Linked DNA regions of Hordeum vulgare: region 1 is linked to region 2. A link is a contact called in public Hi-C data. All regions are on one chromosome and are shown on one strand. Each heading gives the region's core, a stretch centred on a gene start, on an enhancer-like site or on the middle of the called end of the contact. The rest is flanking DNA. Distances are from core to core; before and after follow the strand shown.

Evidence for each region. Hi-C and Micro-C count contacts between places; a contact is called where the count stands out from the background.
Region 1: a Hi-C map of leaf shows a contact between it and region 2, with 2.9 times the contacts expected there. The contact joins the promoter of LOC123395447 here to the enhancer-like site in region 2. A contact is called at or near these places in 3 of 6 Hi-C or Micro-C datasets (leaf and seedling).

What each region holds. Positions count from the first base shown.
Region 1 is chr5H:432,313,072-432,318,105 of MorexV3_pseudomolecules_assembly, reverse strand. It overlaps LOC123395447 (protein TIFY 10c-like), which reads right to left and starts at 1,420. Exons shown (of 4, transcript XM_045090451.1): 1 at 942-1,420; 2 at 486-806; 3 at 283-340; 4 at 1-170. The coding sequence starts at 1,341. The coding sequence ends at 62.
Region 2 is chr5H:432,258,395-432,263,452 of MorexV3_pseudomolecules_assembly, reverse strand. No RefSeq gene overlaps it. Among protein-coding and RNA genes, the nearest start is that of LOC123395447, 56 kb to the left of the region's middle. Within about 2 kb of position 1,817, at least 3 of the 3 cell types and tissues checked have open chromatin away from gene starts, as enhancers often do. A contact at or near this core is called in leaf and seedling, where this site is marked.

The DNA of each region.
Region 1 (5,034 bases), core at 171-2,670, 55 kb before region 2:
ATCAATTGCCCTATAGATTTGGAGCCAAGTCAAGTGTTCATCATGTCTCTTTCTTGCACTGTCAATTTGTCACTTCCTGGCCTAGCCCCAGCCAGGCGTTGTCACCATTAGCTTGCTTGGACGGAGCCGCCGATGAGCTGCTAATTTGGTAAGGCGCCTTCGCCACTATCCTGGGGTAAATGAGCACAAAATGTTAGGGTCGTACATACATGTAGCAACTTTTGAAGAAATTTTCACCGTCTTCCTTGAGGAATTTTTTCGAAAAACAGCTCGGTCAGGTACCTGCCCTTCCTTTTCTCGAGAAACCTGTGGAGTGAGTTCCTCCTCGCTATAGGCAGATCTGCAACCCAGCAAAAATGTTGGAGCTCCGTCAGCGATAAGGATTTCATACGGAAATTTTCATGAAACTATGAAACAATCTCTTCATCTGCATGTACTGTATACTGTCACCGTAGAACGGCAAAAGAGGTCACGAGAATTAGTACCAGGGAGAGTGTTGTGTGCAGGCTGGGGAGGGCTCCGCTGAACGAGGCTGCTGCTCCCGGCCTTGTCTCCGGCGTCGCCGGCGCCGTTGGCCATCTGGAGCAATCCGTTGACCTTGGTGGATGGGAAGTTGTCAACCACGACCACTTTTCCTCCATAGAAGATGGTGAGCTGGTGCGCATCCTCTCTCGCATCTTGGTTGTCAGTTGGGGCCTTGAGAAGCTGTCCAACACTAGATTTCTCGAGTGCGAGCTCCACGCCCGCTGTGTTCGGCTCCTCCAGCCCCGACAACAGGTTCATGGTGGTGGGCGGCTGGAAAGCTCCTGCAAATTAAGATGAACAGCCGTGTACTACATCTTGTAAGAACTTTGCTGCTAACTAAATGCATGAAACAGATGACCAGTCAGCAGACAAACATCCCCTGTTCTTTCTATAAGACAGAGCACGTCACGGCGTACCTCCTCCTACGACGACGGCGGCCGGCGGCGCCATGTCGAGGCCAACGAGGCCCTGCAGAGCGCCGCCCTTCTTCTCCTTCATGTAGCGGCTCAGGAGGCTGCAGGTGGCGGCGAAGCCGGACTTCTCCTTGGCCGCCGCGGCGGCACCAGCACCGGCACGGCCGGACATCCCCTCTCCTCCTCCCATCTTGCAGCCGCTCCCCGCCCCTTCCATGCACAACAAACCACCGCACCTAGCTTCCTCGCTCCTTCCTTCGCTCGCTAGCCTGCCTCCGACAAACAACTCCAGTGCACTTTTCTGGCTGCCGGGCGCCTCTGTCCTTTTAAAATGGATCAGCTCTTCGTGATAAACGGCGAGGTGGGACGACAAGGACCCGGCGGGCCGGGCACGGCCGGGCATGGAAAACGTGGGGGGGATGGAGGGGGTAGCAGCTCACTGGGTTCTTCTAGTCGTGGGCACGACCGGACGGGTGGAGCGGTGAGGTCTCCGTCCGCGACGGCCCCATCCAGGGAAAAGGTCGTCGAGTGTTGGCGATGAATATCGGGTGCCGTGGCCGTGGTCACGGAGGCACGTGGTTTTTGAGCTCGTATTCGGGCCTGGATTTGACCCGCGGGGCAGCGAGCGCGCGGTCTCTCTCTCTCGGTTAATTTTTAGGTGGATGGGGGGTACGTACGGGGCAAGGAGACGCGACGCGTGAGGCGCCTACCTACAAAGGTTATGTATTGTTGGGGTTGCTACGTGTCGTGATGCGCTGATTTACATTTGTGAAGCACGCTTCCTATCACAACGTCTGGTACAAGGAAAACGTCAGAGCAATTGCGCACCGTTAGTTCGTGTTCCACCAACGGTGGCGATATGTTCCCCGAGAAATTCCGTCCAAGGCTCCCGTATTTCACGCACACACCTCTCCGTTATCTCTAAAAAAAATTCACTGAGCTCCATAATTTTGAAGCTCCCCAAGTTAATTGAGGTTTTCAAATTTACCACGCAAAAAAAGAGGTTTCCAATTTTTAATTTAGTCCATGATGTTTTTACTTGATGGTTTTGATGTGTTTGTGGGGTATCCAACGTTCATGATGCATGGCTCTAGAGAGAGAGTGTGCGAGCTGTGTCATCTTTAGGTGAAGTTTTCCTTTCGTATTGGCCCACAAATACGGCACAAACAGTGACGATTCTATTTGGCGTGCTTCAAAAGGCTTATGCATGCCCTTTGAAATTAAAAAACAAAGATTTACTACTAGTTTCTAGCTCATCTGAATCCATTGTCTAGTGTCTAGCTTGTTGTACTCGTTTCAACCCTGTACTAGGAAGTTAATTTTGCCCTTCATTTTCATTTAAGATTTGCCACCGGGCATAAAGGTAGACGCTTATACCCACACAAAGTTTTCTCTATATGCGCACATTTGCTGTCCTTGCGAACAACTTTCAGAGATTAAGCTCACGGCAAACCAACTTGTGGTTTTATGATTAGGAGGGCTGTGGTATCCTCAGCCCGTCAAAGTTTAAATTCTAGACTTGACATTGATTTCACATTTTTTATGAATATAGTTCGGACCTTCTAGCGATGTGTGTTCAGTAGAAGAAGATGTTCTCGTTGAATATGAATGCGTCTATGACGACTTCGCCAATCTTAAATAGATATGTCAGCTCGGTCTTTTGAATGTGGTCACATGAATAAAATGTGTGTCCATGTGTTCATAGTAATTAGTGTATGTATGTATGCATATATAAGCGTGTTTGCATTATGTTCGAAGATTGAGGTGGCAAAGAGACAAAGTCGCCACAACGCTTGACGGTTGAGAGGTATGCCATGCCGTTGAAAAGATAGTGTTGAAGAACTTGAATAAATCCAAAAAATATTACTCCCTTCGAGTCATATTAATTTGTGTATATTTAGTACAAAGTTGCTATAACTTACTAAGAGGATTTACAACTGGACCACTCATACCCGTCTCAAACGTCCGGACAGACCATCCGATCATTGACCGGTCACAAAAATTCGACCCAACCGGACGCCTCAAACGGGCCTCAAACGCTTGGGCTGACCGACACCCCTCATATCTAACCCAAATATGTGGCAGATATGGGGGAGCCCGGGCGCGTCCGGGCACGTCCGCCATGTCGGACCCGACATCCTGACCCCACTGCAAATTGCATCAAATCCACCCGGCAGAACTGCCTGATCCATTTGCTCTTTCCTCTCTTATTCCTCCTCCGCGCCGCCACGCACGCTCCGTCATCGTTCCTAGCCTCTGCCCCGCCAGCTCCATCAGAGGAGTATTATGTCCCGTCCTCGCTGCGGAGGACATATTCACCGGACTGGAAGACACTACGGTGCGTCTGAGAACTCTTTGGCTCTGCCTTACGCTGGATGTGTTCGACACAATGTCAGATCGAATATTTTTCTTAAATTTTTAGGGGAAGCAATGGATTTCGATGCTTCGTTCGGCGAGGAGTATGGACCGACGGAGCTTGATCAATTGATTCAAGATGAGTTCTTTGATTCATCGGATTTGGATGAAGAGGTGGACATGATCATGCTCATGACCATGCAAGAGGAAATGGACCAGCAAGTGAAGGATATTCTCAATTTCAAGGGCTCAATCAAAGGGAGAAGAGTGATCAATCGAGATAGGGTATGTAGAGCAAAGCTACTATAGAAGGATTACATTGCTCCGAACCCAACTTTTCCCGGATGACCCATGGTTTAATAGCTGTTTTTGTACGTGGAAACCATCGTTTTTTCACATTGTGGATGTAGTGGAGCAGACGATGACTACTTCAAGCTCACAAGGGATTGTTGCGGTCAAATCTCTTTCTGTACCAAGCAAAAGTGCACGGTTGCTGTGAGAATGCTTGCACTTAGTATTGCGGCAGATGCCATTGGTGAGATGGTCAGGATGGGGGAGAGAACATGGCTGAAGACTACTTTCAAGTATTCACATGTTGTCATCAAGGTATTTGGAGTAGAGTATGTGAGAGAACCAAATGTGCATGACACGGAGTAGTTGTTGGCTATTGAAGAGGTCAGAGGGTTTCCAGGAATGCTCAGGTCAACTGATTGCATGCATTGGCAGTGGAAGAATTTCCCCAAAGGTTTGTGAGGAATGTATCAAGGTCACACCAGAGAGGCCACCATCATACTAGAAGCGGTGGCATCCCATGACTTATGGATTTGGCATGCTTTCTTTGGAATGTCGGGTTCTTACAACCACATCAACGTGCTTCAACAATCTCTGGTGTTCAGGAGGCTTTGCAATGGGGAATCACCTCTGTGCAACTACACCGTCAACGACCGAGACTACAACATGGGATACTATCGTGCCAATGGCATATATCCTTAATGGGCTGCATTTGTGAAGACCATATATGAACCACATGGCAACAAACAAAAGCACTTGGCAACAATGCAGGAAGCAGCTAGGAAGGATGCGGAGAGGGCATTCGAAGTGCTGCAAGCGCGTTAGAGAATTATTTGTGGGACTGCAATGATGTGGGAATAAGAAATTTTGTGGCACTTGATGACATGTTGTGTTATTTTCTAGAAAATGTCGTCGAGGATGAGGGTGATGGTGTATCTCAAACCAATAATTTTGAAGCATGTGGAGAACAAGTTGAAATACCAGAAGATCAATATGTAGTTCTACTTATGAACTTTTTACACATGCATCAGAATCTCTAAGATCATCACGTGCACGCGAAACTACTCAATGATCTCTTGGAGCATATGTGGACCCATAATGGAAATCAAAGAGTGGATGATTAATTGTGCACTTCAAATAAATTAGATGTAAACACTATTTATGTTTGGTACCAACATTTGTTATGTGTGACATTAGTTTGCGTGATCGACGTGCATGGTTTTGCATGGATTTGAGAGTCCGGATACAAGATATATGGATGCAGGGAGCGAAATATGAGGAGCCCCGGATGCGTTCGCGGGCATATATGGGGCTGAATTTGCCGAGTCCGGTTGTAGATGCTCTAAGAGCATATACAACCGGACTTAGCCATTTTGACCCCTCAAATGCGTCCGCAAGCACTGATTGTCCACAACTCAAATTATTCTTCTCACAACAAGACACCTCGATT
Region 2 (5,058 bases), core at 568-3,067:
TCATCTGTTTTTTTTCTTACCATGGATGCAAACATTGATTACCCTGGCCACCCAACAGTTCGTATAGAGCCAACCTTAGGCGGGCCATAATAAAAGTATCATAGTGTTATCATATATACTAGTATCGTGCATGCTAACTAGTCAATTTTGATAAGGTAACATACAATTAAATGAAGAAAAAGAGGGTTGAATATCATATTATGATACCGTATCATATTTAATGGTGTCCTATTAGGCTGGCCATAGTGGGGAGTAACATATAGTAGTATCATGCATATGATACTATTGTATGATACTACCTTCATAGTGCATAGTATCATAAAGTAGTATCATAGATGACCTTATTTATTGACATGCATGACACATAGTAGCATATCATTTAACATATTATGGTATCTACCTATGTTACTCTAACCCTCTCTTTCTTCTTTAATTATCTGCCACATCAGCATGTTTGCTAGTCCCAAGTACATGATACTACCTTAGCCTGGTTGTAAAGGATAGTATCATGCATATGATACTACTGTATGATACCACAACCGTAATGCATAATATCATATGTTAGTATCATACGTTGGTTCATTTATTGCCATGCAAGAAACACAAAGTAGCACAACATTTAATATGATACGGTATCATGATATGATACTCAACCTTCTCTTTCTTCATTTAATTCTATGCCACCTCATCGAAATTGCCTACTTGGCATGCATGATACTACCTATGATACTCCCATTACGGGCAGCCTTAGTTACTCCCACTATGGCCAGCCTTATGTGCCGTGCATGACAATAAATGAACCATGCTATGATAATAAATGAACTATCTTATGCATCACAATAAATGAACTATGCATTACGGATGTAGTATCATACACTAGTATCATATGCATGATACTAGTATATGATACTCCCATTACAATCAGCCTTAGAACATCTATAGCCGGACGTCCCAAATGACCCCTCATACGTCGGTGGACGCGTTCTATCACTGACCAGACAGGAGAGAGAAGGAAAAAAAATGACCCAAGCGGACCCATGTATCGTCCCTATATGCCTGGGCTGTCCGCGGACCTTCATATCCATCTCAAATATGAGGGAGGGTATGAGGGTTCACGTACGCGCCCACACACGCCTGGTCAGTCCGTCACATAAGACGCGACCCCACCCCAAACCATTTTTTCTTTCTCTTTCTTCCTCTTCACCAATCACGTGCAAGTGACCAGACCGTTTGCCATATAAAAAATAAAAATAAAAAATATAACTTCACGAAGGACAAAATAAGGGACACGTTCGGTCACTGACCGGACGCGTCCGTGGTTTTGAGGGTCCGAACTTAGAAGTCATGGCTGAAGATGCTCTTATTACACCAAACTTCTTTAATGATGGATATTACTTACATGGCATCGATATAGAGCCGGTAGCCAGCGTTTCTATTAGCCATGCTCTCAGTGACCACATCACCACACGGATGTGCCATGCTTTCTTTTTTTCCTTTTTGAACTTACCGATGTGCAACAGTTTTTTTTTTGTTTTTTTGCAGGAAGGACGTGCAACTATTGGTCACGGTAATAACACTGAGGCCCGTTTGAATTGTCGGTTTGCTCGTAAATACCCCTGTAATCAATACCGACCTTCCGTAGTCGTTTTCAATTCAAACGAAAATAACACTAGCCCGATAATATATGCTTGTAGATTTAATCTGAATGTACAGTATAAATTTACACCCAATTCAAACGGAGCCTGACGGTGCACACGCATGCATATCACCTCATCGCACCCCTCCCGACCGGTCTCCTGTCGACCGATGGACACGCCTCGCCGGCCGCACGGATACCACGCGCGATCCGTGAGTGTCTATGCCAGTAGGCCGGTCCGTGCGCCTTTCCAGCCGAGCAAATGCGCGGAATGATCTCTTCCTTCCATGCGGTGGTGCGCGGCGGCCATGGGAAGGGTGGCTAGCACGGTTGCGTTACGTGATGGTTTGCGCCTAGTCCGGAGTTGGATCGTGCCAGTTTTCCAATTTGCCGTGGATCTTTTTCCATCCCTTAAGCATGTGTTTCTTATTTATTTAGCGTTAGTCGCGTCGTTGTCAAACGGTTAGACGTAACGTCTGCTGTGATCCATGCACTTTTCGGGTGGAGCTTACTGGCTCGACAGTCCCGTTAGCATCACATCATTCGTTCCAGCGGGGTACTCAATCAAGATATAGAGATGCATGGTTCACGAGCCCGAACATGAGCCCAGCAGCACAGTCGTCGTGCTCAATCAAGATAGAGATGCATGCTCCCAAGAAAGTGATGTACCACAAATGGGCTAACACGTTGCCATGCCCGTGAAATCAGCCGCTCGGCGCCGATGCAACGGAACTGTAGCCACATGTTCCACGAGGCGTGCCAACCTAGATTCATAGTGGATGTCAACAGAAGCAAAGATAAAGAAAGAGACATCACGTCCTTTTATATCTTGTTACTTGAGGCAGATTTCGTGCAGCCATTTTGCAACTGAAACAATTTTTCCAGATCCTAAATGTGGATTGGGTGGTGCGAGGTGGTTAGAAGCAACTGGATTCAACTTCAAGCACGTTGTTAGAGCATATCTGAGCAACTCTAGCAGACCCCGCAAAAGAGACAAACCAGTAAAGTTCCGGCGAGTATGCGGGTTAGGCCTATTTCTTCGGTCAGAACAGAGCCCGCATACTCGCCCGGCCAGTAAATTTTTTTACCACGGACCGCAAAACGCACGCCTCGACCACTATATCTACGGTTCCGCAACGTGTTTGCGGGTCGAAACCCTATCCCCGCCGCCGCCGAGCCACGCAATTCCCCACCCTCCTTCTCCACATTTCTCGCCGCCGGCGACCACATTCCGCCTCCAGCCGCCATGTGGAGCTCCGAACGCGGCTCCGGCAGCAGATCCGGCGGCGGCAACGACCCAGAGCGCGAGCGGCGCGTCCGCTCCGACGCCGCGAGGAAGCGCGGGGCAAAGAGGTGGACCAACCGCGGCCTCTCGTCACCTCTGAGCTTCCTCGTCCGGGAGACGGAGGAGTACGACCGTCGGCATGGTCGTACGCCGTCCTCGGCTCCGGGCTCGTCCTACGCCGGTAGCTCCTTCTCTTACGGCCTTCTCCTCGTGAAGAGGCAGTGGTCGGAGGAGCCGGAGGACGTCGTCGCCGTTAAGGAGGAGCCCAAGGAGCTCGGCCGCCGCGGAGTCGTCGGGCAGGAGGACTTCGTCACCAACGTGGGCGCGGTTGCGGCCGCCATTGCCGAGCGTAGCTTGCACTAGGAGGCGGAGCATCGGCACCACGACGAGGAGATCGAAGACCTCCAGTGGCGGCAGGCGGTCGAGGCCAACCTCGCCGCCAAGGCGAAGGACGACGAGTGGCAGCACATCCGCGAGGAGTAGAGGGCGATGTACATCGATCTCTACAGCTCCGACGAGGAGGACTGAGCTCGTACTGATGTAGTATGTAGTATGTAATATATGTAGTATGTAGTATGAACTTCCCGTGAAACTATATTTTCAAATTATGCAATTTCATCTATGGTTTCTGTTCGGCCGCGCTAATTTTCGACCCGTAAACGAGATCTTCGTGAAACTGCAAACGCGTTTTGTGGGTCAAGATTTTGCGGGGTCTGCTAGAGTTGCTCTAATGTCCCGACCCGCAAAATAAACGACAAAATACAGGTCGGTGTAAAAAATGTTGTCCGACCAGACCCCGCAAACGCGTTCGACCTGTAAAAGTTTTTTGCGGGGCACGACAAAATTCCCATCTGAATTGGTGAAAACGCAGGTCCCCCCCTCGCCCCGTCGATGTCATGTATATATCGGGAGCCGTTTGTGGGTGGGACATTTCAGCACGCGCTTTTCCCCCACCCACCGCCGACGGGCTGCCTCCTACGATTCCGGCCATACCAGCCGGCGGGCCGCCACACACCAGAGATTGACCTTCACCAGTCCCTCGTGCCTCGGCTGGCCGGAAAGCTGCAGATTGGCGGTTGTTTATCGCGGCCATCGGATTTGACATTTCCGGGCACCGACGGCTGCCCAAGCCATGGACTGGTCGGGGAGCACCCCGCACAGCCCTGGCAAAACGCCAGCGCCGCATGGAGGTACTGGTTCGTCCTCTAATCGTCGTCGTCGGTTTGCCCGCAAGGACTCGGCCGGCCGTCGCGCGGGCTCGGTGCTCGCGCATTGGCTCCTCGGCTTGTCGATGTCGCTCATACAGTGCGACGACTGCACATAGACAGTGTTGCGGCTCACATCTAGCACGCGACAACACCTCGGATGGTGTTCTTCAAATGCAACAACGACGAATATGTTCTTGTTTCCATTCTGCTTTATCAACTTATTTGATTAAATTTCGATAGCTTATTGAGATGTTCATGTGTGTAGAAAGGTGGATGCTCATTTTTGTATTGGGAAGAAGAATATATTCATTTATTGATAGAAAAAACTTAATAAATGTTCGTGCACTCTTTAATATAATTGATGCTAATGATGCGGTTGCATGTGCAATTAGAAAATAAATTAGAGGGGAATCAACGTCTAATTCTTTAGAATCAAAACCGAAGAACGAAGAATGTAAGATCAAGAATCCGTAAATAAATACTGAATGCATAGGATGATGTTGGTCCAACTAATAGTAGCAATTATGGAAGTTAGATATCTTCTAAAATACCTAATTGTGATTCTTATTTTCTTTGATCTTTCTATTTTAGCAAAAAATTGATGAATTATTATGTATCCAATACCTCTAAAAAAAATAAAAAATGCAAATAAATGTGTTTTCATGCTCGAAATTGAAATGTAAATAACTGATTTACGGATCGGCGACGGATGACGGCCGAGCATACCGTGCAAAGCGGACCCGTAAGAAAGAATATTTGCCGGCAATGCCAGTCCGGAAAACGTTTTTTCACAAAGTATAATCGACTTTTGTAGGTCCGCAATATACGGGATGTATTAGAGATGCTCTTAAGAGGAAGAATAGATATTGGATGATTACCAACACAAATCTTTACGGTAGCAAAGAGGACTCACACATTATTCAACACGA